Regions from separate parts of the Sus scrofa genome. Here region 2 is linked to region 1. The links are chromatin contacts, called in public Hi-C maps. All regions are on one chromosome and are shown on one strand. The core of a region is the stretch at or near the end of the contact, and the rest is flanking DNA. Distances in the headings are between cores, read along the strand shown. Region 1 overlaps SHB (SH2 domain-containing adapter protein B). Region 2 holds the start of SHB (SH2 domain-containing adapter protein B).

Region 1 (2,945 bases), core at 255-2,754:
GCTATTAACTGTTTGCTTCCTTTTCATTCATTTATTCTCCACATAGACTTGTATTCCTGGGCTCATTCATTCAACTGGTAAACATGTCCTGGGCCCAGAGGAGACATGAGGACGGTTAAGACCCAGTTCCCTCCTTCTAGGAGCTCTCGGCCAGGGAGGGGGCAGGGAAAAGAGGCACAACCAGACACCTCCATGCAGCCCCCCACCTGGAGACAGAACTGGTCTCCAAGACGGAGCAAGGCACCCAGGGCCTCCTGCCCGACTCCCACCCAACCCCACCCAGAGGCCAAGCCAGCTCCTTTTCTACTTACAACTCATTTAGGTTCTTTTTTTTTTTTTTTTTTTTTTTTGGTCTTTTTAGGGCTACACACAAGGCATATGGAGATTCCCAGGCTAGGGATCCAATCGGAGCTGTAGCCGCCGGCCTAGGCCAGAGCCACAGCAACGTGGGATCCAAGCCACGTCTGCGACCTATACCATAGCTCACGGCAACGCTGGATCTTAACCCACGAGGGAGGCCAGGGATCAAACCTGCAACCTCATGGAGACTAGTCAGATTTGTTTCCACTGAGCCACATTGGGAACTCCCTGACCCATTTAGTAACCGGTTAAACTCGGGCTTTCCAGATGTGGCACTCCTCCTCAGAGGAGGGGAGGTCTCTGGGCTCCTAAGGCGGCCTCAACATGTCTATCTGCCAGCCCTGGGTCCCTGCAATTAACTAATAGTCTCATGCATTCAACAACTATTCACTCAGCCCCTACTTTGTGCCACATCATACTTTAGCTACTGAGCTTCTAGCAGGAACAAAGCAGACACTTCTGCCCATGTGAAAGCCACACCTAGCAGCAGCACTAAGATTGACTATAAACAGATAAAGTGTGAGTAAAATATAGGGTATGCTAAATAAGGAACAGAGTTAAGGAAGAAAATCAAGCAGAGATTGGGGCAGGCGGTGGGGGGGGCGTGTTTCGGGTGGGCTGAAATTTAAGGTAAATGGCAGGCAAGGCCACTGTGAGTCAAGACGTCATGTATGTCTCTGCTCAATGTCCCCTCTCTGTGCAGCCCACACTGGTCTTCAGGAGCCGGACCACCCCTTCCTCTGTTCTCTTTCCAGCATCGCTCTGCTTGGCTTGTTTTATACTATAGACAGCAGAGCTTGTCTAGGTCCTTGTCAACCCCCCACATCAGACATGGGCACCTGGAGGGCAGGGACCGAGGTCTAGCCCACAGCAGGTGCCCTGTCAATGACTGTCAGCTTTCCGTGGCCTCTTTCAGTCCTGCTGCAACTTTCCTGAAAGGCTGGACAAGCTCAGTGTCAAGGGTCAAAAGGGCAAGGGGCATGTGTGGTGAGAGAACAGGAAGCAACTGCCCGTCTGGGCCCCCTGGTCACCATGGAAACCTGGGCTTCCCACTCCCCTCCCTACGGGGCCTCCCTGGGCTTGGAGCTCAGCAGGTGAACACCATTGGGCTGGGCGTGTGTGTGAGCTGGGCTGTTTCTCAAGAACAGGAAAGTCATCGGGTGACTAATACAAAATCTATTTACACTTGATTATCTCCTTCCTGTCCAGTAGGTAAGTCATTCTGGTAAATGACAGACCAGCCAGGGAACTCCGTGCAGTCCATGACCAAGCCTCCCATCTGTCAGGCAGAAGGGTGCAAGGGCACGTTTCAAAATATTTCAAAACAAGGCCCGTGAGCCCTCTGTGAGAAGTCCAGAGGCTTGCTGCTGTGTGACTCTGGCCAGCTGGTGCCCTTCTCTGGGCCTCGAGCAGAAAGAGGGCTGGGTAGAAAGACTGTTCTTCAGTTACAGCTCCATCCCGACATCCCCCAGCTGGGGGAGAGCTGTGACCCACAGGACAGGCTGAAGCCTGAGGCCACTTGGGGAGCAGACAGACCAGCGAGGAGCATGAGTTACCCCCAACACGTCTATCAGCCCTGGATCCCTGGAATTAACTACTAGCCTCATGCATTCTGCAACTATTTACTAAGCCCGTTCGTATCACGTACTACTTTAGCTATTGAGGTCCCAGCAGGAACAAAGCAGACACTTCTGCCCCTGTGAAACCCACATCTTAGTGGCAGACTGACTATAAACAGATAAAGTGTGGGTAAAATACAGAGTGTGCTAAATAAGAAGCAGAGTTAAGGGAAAAAATCAAGCAAAGAAGGGGTGGGACGTGTTGGGGATGGGCTGAAATTTAAGGTGAGAAGGTGCGGAGGGGGAGGCCAGATTGGGGGAGGGGAGGGAGGGGAGCGGGACACCGTTTGGGGAGCAGAGCTGTGGAGCAGGCCAGGTGAGGGAGAGAAGCGAGTGCATGGACACTGCAGGAGCAGAGGCCACGGGCACAGTGCAGGTGGGAAGGGCCTGGGCTCAGGGATCTGGACAGAAACGCCCTTTACTTTCCTGCTACCAGGAGGACAAGAGCAGTGCTGCCTCGAACCAGTGGGCAGAGGTGATGGTGAACATGCGAGAAAGGTGGAAATCTCCAGTAGGGTGGCCAGAGATGGCCTCTCTGACATCTAGCTGAGACTCAGAGGCCCGCTGATCTGAGAAGCATTTGCTGGTCTTCAGGGATTTTATTCTGAGATTTAAGAACAGCAGCTCCAGGAAGGGTCTCCGGAGGCTGGCTGTGCAGAGGGTGCAGACCTGCACTCCCAGCCCTGCCTCTCCTGAGAGCAGAGGGAGGCATGCATGCTCCTGGAAGGGGGCCAGGATCAGCTCTTTCTTACCACCTGGTAAGATCTGGGCTGGTATCACACACAGGTGGGTGTGGGCAGCGCAGGAAAAGGTGTCATCCTGGCCAGGACAACTGCCGAAGCCTGATGCGATCGTAGAAGCGGGGACGTAAGGGCTTCTAAAGACCTTCATGGTGCCCAGGGAAGAAGGCAGAAGAATCTGATTTTCCAGATGAGGGACCTGAGGCCCAGAGAAGGGAAGTGGTCT
Region 2 (2,945 bases), core at 194-2,693, 59 kb after region 1:
AGGGTCCTAGCCTGAAACATATGTAAGCACTGGAAACTAGAGCGGTGCCTCAGTTTCCCCGTGCGCACAGTGGCTCTGGAAGCTCGGGTGAGGCCGAGGGGCGCCTTACCTTGTCCTTCTTGCCGGCACTGCTCTCCTCCGTCGCCGAGGCGCCACACTTGTTGAGCAGTTTCTTGCCTCCGCAGGCCGTCGGGCTCCAAGTGCGGCCGCCGGAGCAGGCACCCCCCGGGGGGTCTCCGGCACCGCCCGCGGCGCTCTCCACCTTAATGAGCCGGTGCTTGGGGGAGATGTAGCGCACCTCGGCCGGCGTGGCGGGCCGCCGTTCGCTGCTGCTGCGGTAGAGGTGCGGGGAGCCAGAGGACGAGGACGAGGACGCGGCGGCGCCCGCGCCGGAGGAGGCACAGCAGCAGCCCGAGGCGCCCGACGCGGACGAGGCCGAGAAGGCGCGCTGGCCCCCGCCCGGCTCCCCGCCGCCGCAGTAGTCCAGGCGGCACATGGCTCGCAGTTTGCGCAGCGACGAGCCGGGCCCGTTGTAGGGGTCCTCAAAGTCGCGCTCCTTCTGTGCGCGGTAGGCACGGATGAGATCGCTCGTGCTGCCGCTGTCGTCGGGCAGAGACCCGGACGAGGCCGAGAAGCAGGAGGCGGCGGCCGTACCGCAGGACGCCGAGGCGGCCGCGGGGGCCTGCGGCACGGCCTGGGGGGGCTGCGAGGGCCGTTCGCCCCGGCGCCGCTGCTCGCGGTAGTCTGGCCGCGGCGGCTGTGGGGGGCTCTTGGTCTTGCTGTTGCCCAAGCTGAAGTACTTGTTCAGCCACTTGGCCATGGCGAGAGGCCGCCTAGGGCCGCGGCGCGGGAGCCCGGTCCGCCGCCGCGGCCATTCGGGGGGCAGCGCTGCCTCCCAGGTCCCACGGCGCCCCGGCCCCGGCGAGGGGCGTCCGGGGCGCCTGCTCCCGACGCCAAGTTCAAGTTCTCTCCGCCGCCTCCTGCCGGCCGCTCCCGGGCTCCGGCAGCTGCAGCACCGCCCTCCGCCTCCGCCGCGCGCCTCCTGGGCTTCGGATCTCTCGCCCCTCGCGGGCGCGTCTCATGGGATCCCGGCCCCGGCCCCAAGGAGAGCGAAAGGCCCAGACGCCCCCCTCCTCGGACGCTCTGGCAGTGCGCTCCGCCGCGGAGCGCGCTCCTGTCCCGTCGGAGCCGCAGGCTCCGCCTTGGCCGGGATCCGCCGCTGCTGCGGGAACTTGTCGGCTTCCTCGGTCCCCCCGCCCCTTTCTTCCTTCCCAAGAGTGGTGGGGTGAGCCCGGCCCCCGGCCGGCAAGCAAGCAGGCGGGAGAGCGAGCGAGCGACGGAGGGAGGGAGGGAGGGAGGCAGCCGGCGCCCGCCCGAGCCCGCGCGCCCGTGCCCGTCCCGGCGGCGCCTGCCGCTGCCGCTGTCGCCGCCTCCCGAACCGCCGCGTGTGTGACACTCTGTCCGCCAGAGCCCGCCCCGCGCCGCGGCCCCGCCCTCCCCGGGCTTGTGCGCGCCCCGCCCCCAGCCCGCCCCCGCAGGCCCCGCCCCGCCCACCCCCACCAGCCCTGCTGCCAGACCTCGGCCCTGGCCCTACCCCGCTAGCGCCCAGGTCCTCGGCTGGAGTACTTCTCTCCCTTTCAGCAAGCGCCACCTCCCGCGGCCGCCTCGGCGCCAGTCCCCGGGTCGCGCCTGAGGGCGCCGGGGTCCTGCGGCGCAGCCAACCCCGCCTCACTCGCGGCCCGCCGCCGCCTAGGGCGAGAGGTTGCCAGCCTGAGCCTGCTGTGCGCAGAAGCCAAACCCTCCCTTGAGATCCACGCGCCATGCTACGCAGGGATCCCCACTGTTGGGGACATGGGACATTTTTAGTTAACAGCTTGATCCACTTGGAGGAAATGCGGTGCCAAGGCCCCTTAGGAACAGGGTGCCTATCCCCTGCTTAAAGACACGAAGACTCCCGTTCCTCCCCCTGTGCCAGATCATCGGAAAAAATCTTTATGCTAATAAGTGTTTTAGCAATCCAGATGAAGGATGCAGCCAGGATAGGTGGCAGGGGCCCGGCTCCGCACCAATGGGAGAGCCAACCTGAGAGGTCGAAATGTTTGCTTACCTTTTCACTTCTGAGGAAGCCATGGCTTTAACCCAGCTCACAGCCAGCTTGGCAGAATGAACTGTTGGAACATTTAATGCCTAAAGTTGTAGGAGCTGGCAAGGCTCCGTTTAATCCAGGGCTCTCACTTTACATGATGGAGATACTGAGGCTCAGAGCAAGGTCACCCAGGTGGGCCTGAATGCCAGCTAAGTAGTCTGATGGTGCCGAAATTGTGTCATTTCCCATCGTTCTTTGATTATTAAAATGAGGAAACTGAGGTCGAGTCAGGGGCATATCATGGTCGAGTCAGGGGCATATCATGCTCAGTGAAGCTTTCCCTGGGAGGCAGATACGCTCTCCAGAGACTGAAGAACTGCCTGGAAAGGAAGTAAATGCACTAGAGCTCCTTTGAATTTGGCTGGTCAAGCCCCAGAATATGACATACCCTGATGGGTAAGAACTGAGATCTGAGAAATTCTCTAAAAATGCTGATTTATTAGGATGGTTGTCCAAATCATTAATTATCTCCACTTGCAACATGTACATTACAGATGGGCTTTGGGAGAATCTACTTTTTCCTATATCCTATAGGAAAATTGGCACCTGAAAAACCAGGGAGCAAGGCCACTGGCTCTTTTGGTCAGGACTGGAGGTGGAGGTCAAACTCTCAGTCTGAGGCTCCTGGACAAGGAGGACCGGAAAGTTGTTGACTCTTCCTCTGCCTGAGGCCACAGAGGGGGTAGTGCCAGAACCGGAACTCCAATTTGGGTCTTACTCCAAAGCTTGTGCTCTGTCCACTCAGCGACACACAGTGATGCAATGGTATTGACTGCAAATTGTCCCTTCGGGATCAAGC

The links. Hi-C and Micro-C count contacts between places; a contact is called where the count stands out from the background.
Region 2: a Hi-C map of liver shows a contact between it and region 1, with 3 times the contacts expected there. The contact joins the promoter of SHB here to the enhancer-like site in region 1. A contact is called at or near these places in 2 of 5 promoter capture datasets (both in liver), 7 of 47 Hi-C or Micro-C datasets (embryonic fibroblasts, fibroblasts, heart right ventricle and 1 more) and 1 of 2 datasets of contacts at active chromatin or transcription factors (skeletal muscle).

What each region holds. Positions count from the first base shown.
Region 1 is chr1:238,765,942-238,768,886 of Sscrofa11.1, forward strand. All of the region lies in intron 2 of SHB (SH2 domain-containing adapter protein B), which reads right to left. Among named protein-coding and RNA genes, the nearest start is that of SHB, 59 kb to the right of the region's middle. Within about 2 kb of position 1,505, at least 27 of the 83 cell types and tissues checked have an H3K27ac peak or open chromatin away from gene starts, as enhancers often do. A contact at or near this core is called in embryonic fibroblasts and liver, where this site is marked.
Region 2 is chr1:238,824,981-238,827,925 of Sscrofa11.1, forward strand. It overlaps SHB (SH2 domain-containing adapter protein B), which reads right to left and starts at 1,444. Exons shown (of 6, transcript XM_021066254.1): 1 at 110-1,444. The coding sequence starts at 820.